Regions from separate parts of the Anas platyrhynchos genome. Here region 1 is linked to region 2. Evidence: chromatin contacts called from public Hi-C data. All regions are on one chromosome and are shown on one strand. The core of a region is the stretch at or near the end of the contact, and the rest is flanking DNA. Distances in the headings are between cores, read along the strand shown. Region 1 overlaps RXRA (retinoid X receptor alpha). Region 2 overlaps RXRA (retinoid X receptor alpha).

Region 1 (7,222 bases), core at 3,499-5,998, 47 kb before region 2:
GCCCTCCTGGCACGTTGGAGGCTTCGGCAGGGAGAGCCTGGCCCTGCAGGCTGGTGGGGAGCTGTGTCCCCCCCCCAAATTGTGGCTGTAGGGGCAGGGGCAGTCTGGCAGTGAGGCAGGGAAATGGTGCTGTGTTGACTTATCCAAAGTTGTTGGGGCTCAAAGCATCTCACCTGCAGTCCTGCTGTTAAGGTCAGGCAGGTTTGGGGTGGGTCAAATGCAGGTGCCTGGAATGATCCCAAACACACCCCCTGAGCAGAAATGGCCTGTCTGTGGCCACACAGGAGTGCTGGGGGGGGTGGCTGCCTTAACTATTTCCATGCTCTGGTGGAATAGAGAGCCTGAGCCTGTGCTGGTGGGGGCAGGATGGGGCCCTGCCTATCTGCTCGCCTTTTCTTCCGCACCTGAGCGCTGGTGCGCCGCGGATGCTGGCTCTTGCTCTGTGCTCTTAGTCATGCTGGCTTTGCCGGGGGAGGCGAGGGGGGGAGCGTGTGTCACCTTGCTGCTGTCTCGGGGAGGGATCCTCGCAGATGAAAACCCAGCGATTTGTCTGCTCGCCTAGCGGCGTGTGCGTGCACCCGGTGGGGAGCGGGGAGGCAGCCGAGCGCACCGAGCTGCTGGGGAGGGGGGGGGGGGAGCACCCAGGCAGCTGCCCCAGGACAGCTGGGGGGGCTCAGCTTTGCACTACCAGCCTGGGAGAGAATTCAGCAGCTCGTGGGAGCTGATTGAAGTGTGCACGATGGGGGCCTGCGTCTGCTGCGTGTTTGTGCTGCTGCAGGAGCCGCGCTCAAACTTTATCCGCTGGCCTTTGGTCACGCGTTGCTTATAAAAATAAATAAATAAATAAAAATCCGGCTTGGGTTGGGAAAATGGGGTTTGGGTTTGGGAGGGGGGGATGTTGGTGCTGCTCTGAGCACGGGAGGCAGGCAGGGCCTGGCAGCAGGCAGGCAGCTCACGAGGGTGCCAGGAGCTGGCGGGGCCCTGCTGCCTGCAGGAGGGTGGCTCGGACCCGCTCCTGGCTCCGCAGGGCACCGGAGGTTTTCCCAACCCGGCTGGGAGATGGGGTGTGCAAGATGGGACAGAGAGGGGGATCTCCGGGCTCGTGCTGGTGGTGTGTTCCTGCACGCTGGCACAGGCCTGAGATGGGGAACTGGAGCAAAACGGTGCTGCCCCGTCAAAATCTCAGCTCAGTTTGGCCTAAAAAGGATAACCGCGTGGAGGATCCCGGCCAAGCCCTGCCCTTGGTTAGACTCAGATAACCCCGCTGATGTCATGGGTGGAAACGTGGCCAGCGCCGGGCACTTTTAATAGTAGTATCTCATTTTCCTGCTGGTCTCAGGAGCGGGTGGCAGATGCCAGGCAGAGGCTGTGTTGGGGACGGCGCGTCCCTGGGTGCTTCCCGCGCTGGGAGCCGTCACCCTGTGGCTCTGCACAATCCCACTATTGCTTCCTTCTCCTCTGCCCCTGTTGCCAAGAAAGAAAGGGATCCTGTGATGGGCAGGGGGAGCCCTCCCTGGCTCAGCTTCCTTCCTTCACCCTGGTGTGGCTGGGGGGAGCCCGGGTGCTGCGTAAAATCGGGGGTGTCTGTGCCAAGACCTCGGTGCCATCCCCGATCCTGCTCCTTTTAGCTGTGGGAATTTATGGCAGGTGAGCAAATCCGCAGGGAGAAAAGAATAGGAAGGATGCAGAAAGCACCGTGGCTTGCATGAGCATCCCGTACGGGTGGGAGGAATCCCCTGCCCCATGCCTGCAGGGTGCTGAGCGAGGCTCAGAGGGTCCCCGAGGGCGAGGACGGCCGCTTTCTGGTCTCTCCCTGAAGCACGGAGCAGGGCTCGACCTCTCCCAGCTGACACATGCAAAACAAGCTGGGAAGGAATTTTCGTCTTTATCAGGATCTCGGCTGTGACAGTTAAATAAATCCTCGGAGGGTCCGCGAGCTTACTCCGCCTCGTCCTGCTGTGTTTGAGAGCGCGTTTGTACTCCTCATGTTTAGGGCATTTTATTTATTTAAAAGAGAGCGGGGGAGAAAGCCGCAGAATTTTAGTTATTCATTACAAATATTATTATTGGCATTTTTGCTCCTGTTGGGGGGGAAAAAAAATTCAAGGGGGGGGATCAAAACATTTCACTGGAAAATACATCCTGCCTTCGTCCCACCCACATCTCGAAGGCGAAAATAAATATTTATTAAGAAACGGGTTAAAAACCTTTTTGTTGCAGTATTGTTTTCTGGGAGCAGGGGTGGATTCCCATATGCCTGAGTCCTGCTGCACGGCTGAATATCTTTTTATCCTTTTTTTTCCCCTTTTTTTTAAATCTTGATGGTTAAGAAAAACAAACAGCGGAGCTGTCGGCACCATGGGGCAGGGGTTTGGGTTTTGGGCCATGCCCTGTGTCGCAGTGTGCTTGGTGCTCTGAGCATCCTGGCGCCTCGGGGCGTGCAGGGGGTTCCCCCGAGGCTCTTGATAGCCTGAAATCATGGAATGATTCCTGCTCTCAATGTCCTAAACGTCCTGAGCCCCTGCTGCCAGAGGTGCTGGGGCAGCAGGAGGTGGTGGCGATGCCAAGCGGGTCCCTGCCACCAGCCTGGTGTAACCAAAGCTGCCTCGAATCGCTGCCGGCAAAGCGCCGGCTCTTGCAGGGCTGTTCCCTGGGAGCTGGGTAACCTAATTGGGCTCTAATTAATCCTGATGGCTGGCTCCCAGCCCCAGCGCCTCTCCCCGTGTCGCAGCCGTCGTCGCTTCCCTCGGAGCTGGGTCTTTCCCCGCGGTGCTGCCAGGCAGAGGGGTGCTTGGCGGAGCAGGATCCGACCCGGCAGCCCCGTAATTGCTTCCTAAAAGGCCCAGGTGGGCTCTCCCAAGTCAGCCCAACTACAAAGCATGAGGGAGGCAGCCTGGGTGGTTTTATTTTAATTGATTTTGTCAGGAGTAGCTGTATTTTATTACGTTTAAAGCCTAGACTCCGGGATAACTTTGAACGTTTGACACGCACACAAAAAAGCAGCTTTCTGACGTTTTCCCCCCTCTTTGCTTGTCTCTTGTTTTATTTCTCTCTTCTCCTCCTCCTCAAAGCAAAGCGTGTGCCTGGAGGGAGGACAGGGGAGGAGGGAGGAGTGGTTGTGTCTCTCCAAAGGCTGCTCACAACATCAAGGCAGCGCGAAGCAGACAAAATAATATTGCAAATAAGGATTTAAAAAGCCCTACAGAAGGATCTCCCCACACATGCCAGCCGGCTCAAACTGCTTGAAGATTTTCAGACAGATGCAATTTAGCCTCGGAAAATGCCCTCTCGTTGTAATGGAAACTGGCTGTGGGAACTTGCCTTTTCTGAGAGTGTTTTTGCTCAGAAGAAAGCAGAGAAAAGTCAGCGAAACAACCTGAGTTTTTATTTTGGGAAGGCAGCGTTTCAAAATGGAGGGTGTTTTCTGAAATAAACAGGGAACGACAGCTCCCGTAGGAGAAAGGGAGGGAAGAGTTCAAATTGAGCCCAAACGCTGCTCTCCTCCTTTGAAATCTTGTTTAACGTGGAGTTAAAAAATAATCCTGTTCAAACAGACCACTCGTAAGCACAAAATGTTTTTTTTTTTTTTTATTGGGATTGACAATAAAAGTTTCAAGGTTGCACCTCGGGGCCGTGCTTCTGCCCCTGGCCCTGTTCATGTCTCGGGAGTGGTGGGCTGGGAAACTGAGGCAGGCCCTGGGGAGAAGGGATTGGGATTGTAGGTTTTTTTGGGGGGTTTTGGCACTTGTGGGGATGCCATTGAGGGGTGCTCGTGTGGTCACTTGAAGGTCCCAGCTCTCGGTAGCCAAACCAAGCTGATTTTTGGGAGCGAAGAAAAGCCTCCGCTTGTGGTGTGTGTGCGGGCCGGGTGCTCCAAAGCAGTGCGTAAAGAAGAAACACCCCAAATTTTGGTTTTACGAAGCATCTGGAGCAGGGCTTACATCCTTCTTCCTCCCTCCTTCTCTCACCCAGTGCCCCCCAATCTCCCCCTGGTGCCCCTACTGCCCGCCTCCTGTGCACGGCTTCCCTGTGCCCAATTTTGTGCTGTCGGTGGTGGCAGAAGCGGCTTTGGTGACCGTTGTGACAAAATGTCCTGGGGGCTGCCAGGGGCTCTCCAAGCCCTGGCAGTGCTGGGTCTGTCGGGTGGGCTTCCCATCGTGTTGTCTGAGTGTTTGAGCTGGGGGTCCTGGCTGAGCCCTGACCCCTTCCTGGCGCTGAATCGGGTGCGAGATCGCTGCGGGGCCAGGAGGCAAAAGGTGCAGCAGCGCTGGGATTTGTCACCACTAAAACGGTAACGGGATGCCCATCTGGTCACTGCTTCTCGTGGCCTCCTCTTTTGTGGAGTTTTGGCTTTTACAGACTTCAAAAATAATAATAATAAAAAAAGAGGGGAGCAGGATGGGGGGAGGCAAGGGGCAGCCCCAGAGCCCCACCGCCCGCTTGCCTGGAGGTTTACAGCCCCGCTGAGCTCCGGAGCAAATCCTTTGTGCTGGGGCTGCCAGGAACGCATTAGGGACGGATGCCCTGTCTAGTTTCAGCTGGCTGCGTGGCTCTGAGCGCCGAGGCAGCCCCGTTTGATTATTGTTTTTCCATTTTTGGCCGACTCGTAAGCGCTGGAAAGTTTTCGCTGTGAACTCTGTGGGCTGCCGCGATACGATTTGGCTGTGGGCAGCGCGTCTCCTACGTACCCATTACCGAGACGCGGTGAGGCAACGGCAAGCGGGTGAGGCAAGAGCGGAAGGAGCGGGGCAGACGGGGCTGGCACGGGCGAGCCGAGATGTGCTGAGGAGATGAGGAGGTGACGGCGGCAGGCAGGCAGGCTGTGCCCGTGCGGCGCCGGAGACTCGCTCTGAGAGCGACAGTGGTGGAGGAGGAAGGAAGGAAGGAGCAGGGCGATGGAGCAGCAGGAGAGGCCCCGGGGAAAGCTCACGCAGCTGGGGAAGCTGCTACGGATCCGGGGGGACCGGGGCAGGCGGCTTGTGGGCGCTGTGGCTTCACCACCGTGCGCCGTGGGGACCCGCGTTTGGGTAGGGGTTCTGCGAAATGGCACGGGGAGAGGCCCCCTTTCCTCAGCAGGCTGCTGGAACACCCCCTCCTCTCCCCCCTTCTCCTTTTGGAGCCCCGTTTCTGGCAGAGGAGAGGCTTTATCGGGCAGGGGAAGCTGCAGGCTCAGCCCCCCAGCGGAGGAGCGGTGGCCCCTAACGCGGTGCCGCAGGGCCCGGCTGGCGGCAGATAACGGTGTATCAGCACCAGGTCGTGCTTGCTCACACCACGGCGGGGTCGTGCACGGTGGTGGGGCTGCTTTTGGAGCCCCCACCCCCTCCTGGCAACCCCGTGGGGCTGGCGGCTCAGAGCTGGGACCCTCTGGGGACACCCAGCCCCTTGCAAAGGCATGGGGAGCTGGGGCGAGTTGGAGAGCGCTGTCTCGGAGCGCTGCACCTGCAGAGCCAGCCCTGCCTTTTGACCTGCACTTGTTCGAGTGGGACTTCCAATCGATCCTAAAACCCCAGCGTTAGGCTCAGTGCTTCTGCCCTGCAGCCTGCCGGGCTCTGTCTCCGCACCCACGTAGTGTGAGAGAGAATTGCCCTCCCGTTCATCCTCCTAATTCCTGATGGGGAGCTGCTTCTGCCAGGGTCTGCTCCCCACCCCGACACACTCCTTGGTTTGTAACACGTTAGAGACAGTCGCTTAGCATTTTAATTTAATTTTCTCTCTCCTTTTTTGATTTTTTTTTTTTATTTATTGAAACGTTTCAACCCCAGCCGCCAGGGTGGGGAGGGAAGGAGGGAGGTGCAGCTCCCTGCTCCATCCCCGCACAGCCCCCGTGTGCGTGCGTGTGGCTCACAGACAGTGAAATTGCACCCTAGAGTTATAAAGCAATTGTCTAGCTCAGCAGCAGAATGAGCATGAAATGGTGCAGAAAGCAACTAAATAAAATTGGGTAAGGCAGATGCATGAAAATAATGACATCTCTATACCGTAGTCAGGCGTGCGCTCTCTCTCTTGCACACGCAGATAAACTTTTATAACAGACTTAGCCTTTATTTTCCTAGAAACTCCTCCGAAATGGAAACGTGTTGGTTTGGCCTGAGCCCCCGTGCCCTTTCCCTCGCCTTGGGCAAGGTGTTTCTGGGGCTGCCGGGCCGTGCAGGCCCCTCTCCTCCCCGCCGCCTTGCCAGTCCCCTCCTGCTTTTTCCCTTTTCTGTTTTCCGAGCAGGATTTTTATGCTCAGTCGAACAGGGAAACGATAACCTTTGCAACTTCATTGCCCTTCTGCGGCAGCGCGGGGCTCGGGGAGCGCTGCGAGCGGGTGGCTCCCGGCGGTCACCTGCCCAGCGCAGTGGAAAAGAGCCCGAGAGCAGCTCTCCGGGCTCGTTTGGGGCTGTCTCTTCTATTTTCCTCCCTGGGCTGGGTGGTGGCAGCCTGAGGGGTGGCTCTGTGTGGGTGTCCCTTGGGGCTGGGGGCCCTGTGTCTCCATGCAGAGGTTTTCCCCGCAGCAGCGTTGTGCTGGGTATGGATGGATGGGTGCAGAGCTGGGTTAAAAACACCCCAAATTGGAGGTCTGGACGCATGGGATCCGTCCCTAACCATCTGCCCCAGTCCTTCCCCTTCCCCTGAGCTCGGCGCTGCCTTCTGTGCTCCCGGGGTCTGTCTGGCTCAGTGCTCAGACGCTGCCCCGGAGCCTTTAACCTCGGCACAGGCACGTTCCCCCCCCATTAGCTCCTGGGAAGCTGATACGTTTCCTGACATTGTCTGACATCTCGCTCCTCCTGCGCCCGCCGAGATTCCTCCCAGGGTGGAAACAAGCTGCTAATCTTCCCACCCAAGAGGCCCTTTAGGTGAGATTAAGGCTGCGGCCCCGTTCCCCCTCGGCTGGGGTGGGGGGGGGAATTCAGTCCGGGTCCTTCAAACCTCAGTGCAGCCTCCGACTGCGAGCGTCCTGCTTGGATGTGATGTCCCCAGGGTCCAAACGTGGCACTGAGGGATGCGTGTGCCCCTGCAAACCCTGCTGTGCTGGAGGAGGCTTCCCTGCAAGCGCTGCTGTGGTTGGGCACCGAGGCTGCGCCGCAGGAAAGTGCCCGCTTGCAAAAATCCATCTGCAGGCATCCATCAGGCCCAGTGTGAAAGGTTAAAGAAATCCAGAGGAAACAGAACGATGAGCATGGGAGAAAAGGGTTTCCTGTACCTCCCCGGGCCACCCAGGCTCCCTTCCTGTTAGGGT
Region 2 (6,775 bases), core at 2,442-4,941:
AAGGAGAGTTAGGCAGGCAGGAAGGGAAGGAAAAAAAAAAAAACACACCCTGAGCCCTCTGTGTGATTTACGTGGTAAAGGAGATAAGTGGGGATTTAAAGAGAAGGGGATCTATAATGGAGACGGGCGTGTAACGTGAGCGCGGATCCAAACAGAGATCGTAATCAGACGTGCTAGGAGAAGCTGAGGTTATTAATGAAACGTCTCGGCTCTTGGTCAGCTCAAGGGGAACAGCCTCGCCGGGCTGCTGCCTCCCTGCCCGGGCTCAGGGTGCTCGGGATGGGAACCAAGAGCGGGGTTAGAGACGGAGAGGAAGCGTGTGAAGGAAGCGCCTGTTTTTATGGCGGCGTTGTGATTGTCTCCTCTGTAACCAGCCCCAGAAGCCGGGCGCTGGAAGAGCGGCTGATGACCCTGGAGGAAGGGCCCTCCCCAGCCTTCCTCACATCCCCCCTCCTCCTCTGCTGCCCCTGGGGTGCAGCCGCTGCTCCTCGGCTCTGGGAAGTTTACGCCGTGCACGGCACTGGGTGGAAACGCGGAGCAGCCTCGGCCACCTCCAGCCCTGTGTCCGTCCGTCTGTCCGTCCATCTGTGTGGGCTTTGCCATGGCCCTGACCCGCTGGTGGGAGCGAAGCTCTCCCATCCTGCTTGTTTTCTCTTGGGGCCACTCACTGCATCTCCTCGCCATCCTCTCAGGGCTGCTGTGTGGGCTGCCAAGTGCCTAATTCCCCAAGTGGCACCAGGAGGGATGCACACCAGCACGGGGCATTCCCCATGTTCTCTTCCACTCGTCCCCTTTTAGCTGCCTCCATTGGGGTATCTTCATCCATCGGGGTTCCTGGGCCACGAGGATGATGCTGGCAGTGCCCAAGGGGTTAACATGGGGCTGCTTTGCAGCTCCGGCATGGAAAGGCTCTGGCTTGACACGAAGAGAGAAATTTTTGAAGGGTTATTCCCCTTCCCAGGCCCTGGCTGTTATCTGCGGGCTGACAAAACGCCTGGAACGCAGAGACCCGCTGGACATTGACCTGGCTGCGCCGAGCTCAATTAGCCAGGGCTATCTGATTGGCCTGGACGCAGCCTAATTAGTTTTGGATTGGAACCAGGAATTCAAACCCAAACGCCGCTCGCAGGCAGAGCATCCTACGCTGCGACCCGCCTCGGGGAAAGGCTTCCCGGGGCCTCTTCCCTGCCCTGGGAAGGGGGAGCCACCCCCAGATGTCCATCTATCCGTCCATCCCTCCTGCCAGCCTCAGGGCTGGAACTTGGGGAGGAAAACCTCGGGGTGGGGACGAGGCTCCCCTCCTGCCCAGCGCCTGCTGCTGAGCCCTGGGGGGGCCACGTAAGCCCGGCAGCAGCTTTTTGCTCCGGAGGCGCAGCGCGCGCTGCCTGGCGGCCGGCAGGAACTCGGAGGCGAGCTGGCTCTGGCAGCTGCCGTCCCTATCTCCTCCGGCGCCTTCCTGCAGCACGTAGGCACCCAGTTCTCAGGCTCCTTCCCCCAGACCTCCAGCAGCAGTGGATGAAGCGGGTGGCACGGCCCCGAGGCGTTGGGCTCGCTGCGCACAGCGCTCTGCGTGCCGCTGGAGCTGGCACGGTGGGACAGGGCGGCAGCTCGAGCACCCCAGGACCCGTGGCTCGCCTCGGGTTTCCAGCTTTGCGCACTCCTCCCGCATTAAACACGGGAATGGTGGTGGGGAGGGACCCCCAGGGCTCTGTTCTCCAGCCTGGCAGGACGGGAGGGGGACGCTTCTGCAAGGAGAGCTGGAGAACGGTGTCCCCACGGGCTGCCCGCGTGGTTCCCGGCCTCGCCATCACCTGCTGCGACCTGATCCAGTTCCACCACCATGGAAAACCAGTTAGAGCCTCCCGGAAAACCAGTTAGCAGCATCTCCTCTCCTTGCCCACAGCACGGCCGGCAGCAGGGCCGTGTTGGGGCGTTAGGCTCCCAGCTGCACGCCGGCAGCAAGGTGCCAGCCAGGCTGGATCAATTAGAGCCCGTTATGCCAACGCAGGACTGTAATTATCTCAGATCGGGATTAATGCACGGGGCTGTGTAACACAAGCCGGCTGGACACAGCTTTGCGGGCTGTATTTGCTGGGAGCTGGCCGCGGGCTTGGGGTTTTTAGTTTTTTTAGGGTTTGGCTCGTGCCAGATGTCCCGCAGGGAGGATCCCCAGCGGTGCCCGGCCGCACTGCTAAAGGGTTAAGGCTGTGCGGGGCTCGGGTGCTTGGCTTGCCCCTGGAGCAGCCTTACCCCTGTAAGTGATCTGTTTGCAGGAGGGGAGGGTGCGTGCCGAGCCCAGGGCCGGGCAGGGGGAGCTGGGGAGAGCTGGGCTAGGTTTGCCTTCGGTTTGTAGGATCAGGCCAGGGGCGCAAACCCGCCTCGGGCAGGACCCCGTGCTTCTTGTCCTCCGTGGGAGCCGGGCAGCACCAGCAGCATCCTCCCCTTCAGCTGACGTCCCAAAGCAGGATGCTCTCCATCCAAAAGCCCCCTCAATCAGAGCTCTCAGCCTGGCTGCATCGTGCTCTTTTCCTCCTTTTCTCCCTTCACTTTGGAGAGGAGGATTTGGGGTTTGGAGCAGGGGCTCCCCCCCGGAGAACGGAGGCAGGCCAAGGGCTGCTTGCTCTGTCACCCATCTCTCCATGCACCAGGGGAGCTGGGGGGACAGAGGGGACAGAGGCGATGCCCAGCACGTGCCAGGCACACAGCTCGTTGTCATGGGCCCCAGGGGGTTCGGCTGGATACAAAACTTCTCCTTTTCTCTGCTGGAACGAGCCTAATGCTTTCAAGCTCCCCTTGCATCTCTCTCTGGATCCTGCTTGGTTTTTCATAGCTCAGAGCGTAGCACCCCCTCAAGGACAATTAGATCACTTCCAATTTGCCCGTAAGCCCATAAAACTGCAATTGAATGTAATTAAAAGGCCATAATGAGCTCCAGCAACCTGCGGGACCACTGCGCGTTCGCTCTCACCGTGCTCCTTTTGGAGAACGGGACAAAGTCGGGGGGGGACGTGAAGGTCAGCGTGTGCCGGGGAGGGTGAGGATGAGGATGAGGATGAGGATGAGGATGAGGATGGCTCCTTGGCCAGCAGAGCCCTGGTTGGGACAGGCAGAGGGGGAGCACTCCTGTGCCACCGCATGCCCGTGCTGGTGATACCCATCGGGGAGGGCCGGGGGCTGCAGGGTCCCCGGGTGCAGCTCTCCATCCTCACTGATTTTCTTCCTCTTTGGCAGCTCTTGCTGCCATTCTGGCTGCACCGATTGGGCAGGGGATGGTAACAGCCATGGGGGCTCAGCACTTGTGCTTCGGTGCTGACGTCTGGGTGCCCAAAGCTCCTTTTCGGGGGTGCCAGAGCTTTCCTGTGGCATTTTTGGGCAGCGAGCTGGGCCCTGGCCGGCTCCTGCGCCCCAGAGCTCGTGGGGCTGCCTCTGCCTGCGAGGGCATGAGCTCCAAGGAGCCGCCACGCCGAGTCCTCCAGCAAAGCCCGTGCAGCCCCACTGCCTTCCCGGTGCCCTGGGCAGCCGGCACTTCGCTGCCCCTTCTCACTGCCTGGCCCTGCAGCGGGTTCCCAGGCAGTAAATTAGGGGCGCTGACAGCGGCACAGAGCGCATTGTGAGCGCGGGGACGGCGGCGCTGGCCCTCCGGGGCTGAAACAGGAGCCTGCAATTTCTCAGGGCTGTTGTGACATCTTTGCACAAGCGTGTGATTGAGTCACATTTGCTTTCTCAGCAGAATCCCTTGTTTGCCTGGGTGCACCCCTCCTTCCCTCCCCCTCCGCCCCCTTCCCAGGCTCGGGCAGAGCCCGCAGCCCGCTGCACCCACCCCGTCTCCCCCCCACAGGTCCCCCCTTTTCCCTTCCCTGGCGGGGACCCCTCACACTTTCCATCTGGCACGCTCGCCCGCTTGCTCACGCTTCCTGCTTTCGCCTCCTCCACCCACGGCACCCGCGGAGGAGGGCGCAGAGGCTGCCCCGTGTGTGTCGGGGAGCTGGGGGGGGGGGGATGCGAACCGAAATAAATTTGAGGGGCTGCCACGGGTCCCCGCGAGTGGTGGGGGCCGGGGGCGCAGCGGGCAGGAAGCCGGGGAGGGCTCGTGGCGGAGGAAGAGGCGTTGGTAAGCGTTTCCTCCGGTGACACGGCGGCTCGCGGGGAGAGCTGCTTCTGGAAAATTCCTCTCCGAGTCCTCCCCCCCTCGGAGACGGGGACGGCCCCCGCGGGGCTCGTGGCTGGGCCGGTGGCTGCGGGAGCCAGGCTGCGCTCTCGCGGGGCTCTCCGTGGGTTTTTAAGGCAAAAAAAAAAAAAAAAAAAAAAGTGTAAAATGAGCCCTGCTGAGGACAAGGTGAGGATGCTTGGGCAGTCCAGGGGGGGCTCCAGCAGAAAATGGGGTGCAAGGGCGGTGAGCATCTCCCAGCAGGGCCCCCATGGGCTACCAAAAGCTGTGAGCGTTGGCAAGCCCTCGCTCACCCCCAGGGAGGTGGGAGGGGAGGGCTGATGTGTCCGCAGGGCAGAGGAGAGGATTAATGGGATGGAGATGGAGTGGTTCTGCCTTGCAGAGCCCCAGCCCCCTGCTCTCCGTGGCCCACAGTGGGATCCTTTGGGGCTTCTTCCCCTTGGTACGCAGGCAGCGCTGCACCCCACGGGGATGCTGTGAGCCTCCTCCAGCCCGGGGAAACCCAGCAAGGAGACCCCAGGGGGGTCCCAAAGCTCCAGGACGCACCCCGCACCCCGTCTGGCTTTGCAGGGGCCTTGTGGCTTTCGGTGGGAGGTCGGGGCTGGAGTGTGGCTTTGAGGTTGTCGTTTGGTCAAAGTGAAAGCCTGCAGCGAGGAGGAACCCACCCGGAGCAGAGAGAGGCTGAAACCGAGCTGCTCGCCCCCGGGGGAAAGCACCGAGGGCGCCTGCGGAACCGCGCCGGGACCCTAGGGCGCAGAGGCCAGCCGTGATTTCCTTACACCCGCCAGAAAAAAAAACATCTCCGTGTGCTCTCCTGTGTGGAGACGTAGAGAGGGCCTGGAAGAAAAAAAGATTCAAGTGACTTTTTGGTGAAGCCACACGGTTCCAGCAGCCAGAGCCTTACAGAAACGCTCGGCACTGGTGCACTGGTAGCGGGATGCACGTGGCAGCAAATTTGGGAAGGAGTTGGGGAAAACAGGCAGCTGCGTCTTCTGGTGCCTTGGGATATCCTTCTGCCGTGTGCCTGGGGGGTGGTGGAAGGGGTTGGTTTCCTCTCCTGGCTGGGCGAAGTGCCTGGGGCTGGCCCCAGGGCATCTCCAGAGCGTTCCCACGTCCAGCCCTGTTGGGATTTGTAGGGGCTGCGCTCTTGCTCCGTCCCTCTGCACGGCTGAGTGAGCTGCTGAGAGTTTCCCTAGGTGCAAAACCACAGAGTGTTTTGTGCTGTGGGCGTCTCTTGTCCTTCCTGGCTGCCTTTTCCTTCTTACAAGCTCTGAGCTGAGGTCGCAGAGCTCTGGGGCAGGTGGCCCAAAGGTGCCCTGGCCTTGGTGCCTGGGGAACATCGCAGGATGGGGCTGGTCCTGGGGAGCAGCAGGCTCAGGGCGGGCAGGGATGTGACCATTCCCAGCCACACTGGTGTAAATTCAGAGCAAACTTCAGAGCGTAGGCCAGGGGCTGTTGAAAATCTTGTGCCGTAAGCACTGCTCCTTCCCCCTTTGGGAGCACCGTCCCTTTTGGGGACAAAAGCGAGGATCTGACCTCTTGTGGTCGCTGCATTCCCATGGCAGTTTTTAGGTGAAAACTGGGGTCAATCGGTTCCTGCCCGGACACCTCCACAGCCGAGGTTCCTGGGGTGGGAGGAACCAAGGAACAAGGAAATCTCTGCACGGCTTTTCAGGAATGAGAGCAGACGGGCAGGGATTTCACTGCCGAGTGCGTTCAGGGAAACTCGCCACCCGCAGAGGCACCAGAAGAAGGAACAGCACTCGGCACGTTGCATTTCCTCGCGGGTTCCCGTGCCTTTCTTTGGCTGGCGGGGCTTTGCACCTGGCCAGCCCCAGCACCAGGGAGGAGGTTTCCAAAAACCTGGTCCCTGCTGCTAGTTCCTCGCCCCTCTCCGAGCGCGGCCCCGCAGCGCCCAGGGCTGCGCTGCGGAAGGGAGCGGCCGCCCAAATTTAGAATTTCCTGCTGTGCAATACCCAGAATTGATCTTCTTGCTGATTAAGGAGGAAGAGATGCTGAGAAAAAAAAAAAAAAAAATAAAATAGCGGAAACCCGGGGGGTGTGGGCGCCTTTCTGAATCTCAGCTGGCCTCAGCTGGGGCTCTCCCCCAGCCACAGCCACGGGGCCCCGCTCGGGCACATGCCTGGCTCTGACGCCTCGGCCACAGAGAAATGCGGCTTCTTCTCCTCTGGGTGACTCAAGACACAGCTTTGAGCTTCCCCTCAGCACCCGGGATAGGCTAGAAAAGGTTTTCCAGCAGAGCTGGGTCACTGTAGTTTTACTGGCAAAGCCTCTTAGGCAGAAATGAAGATTATAGGGGCGAAAGCTTCTGCTGGTACGGTTCATTCTGGTACAAAGGAGCTATCCTGGGAAAAAAAAAAATCCCCCCTGCGCTGTTGTAATTGTTTCTGCTGCGGGACGTTTTGTGGGCTGGGAGGGTTCAAATCGCCTCTCTCCTAGAGGCTGCAAAGCTCCCGGGCTGCTTAAGACAGCGGAGCGGCCGGCGCCGCGGGATGGGAATGGGGACAAATGTTTTTGGGAGATTTTTCCTTGCCGTATTGAAAATTAATAATAGCGAAGGAGTGCTGCCTGGCGCCGAGCCAGGAG

What was found. A called contact is a pair of places that touch in the nucleus more often than the background predicts.
Region 1: a contact with region 2 is called in a Hi-C map of subcutaneous adipose tissue, with 1.8 times the contacts expected there. The contact joins two enhancer-like sites. A contact is called at or near these places in 2 of 8 Hi-C or Micro-C datasets (skeletal muscle and subcutaneous adipose tissue).

The regions. Positions count from the first base shown.
Region 1 is chr18:8,743,712-8,750,933 of IASCAAS_PekinDuck_T2T, reverse strand. The region is part of intron 1 of RXRA (retinoid X receptor alpha); the gene reads left to right. Among named protein-coding and RNA genes, the nearest start is that of RXRA, 5.1 kb to the left of the region's middle. Within about 2 kb of position 4,748, at least 4 of the 8 cell types and tissues checked have an H3K27ac peak or open chromatin away from gene starts, as enhancers often do.
Region 2 is chr18:8,696,412-8,703,186 of IASCAAS_PekinDuck_T2T, reverse strand. All of the region lies in intron 1 of RXRA (retinoid X receptor alpha), which reads left to right. Among named protein-coding and RNA genes, the nearest start is that of RXRA, 53 kb to the left of the region's middle. Within about 2 kb of position 3,691, at least 6 of the 8 cell types and tissues checked have an H3K27ac peak or open chromatin away from gene starts, as enhancers often do.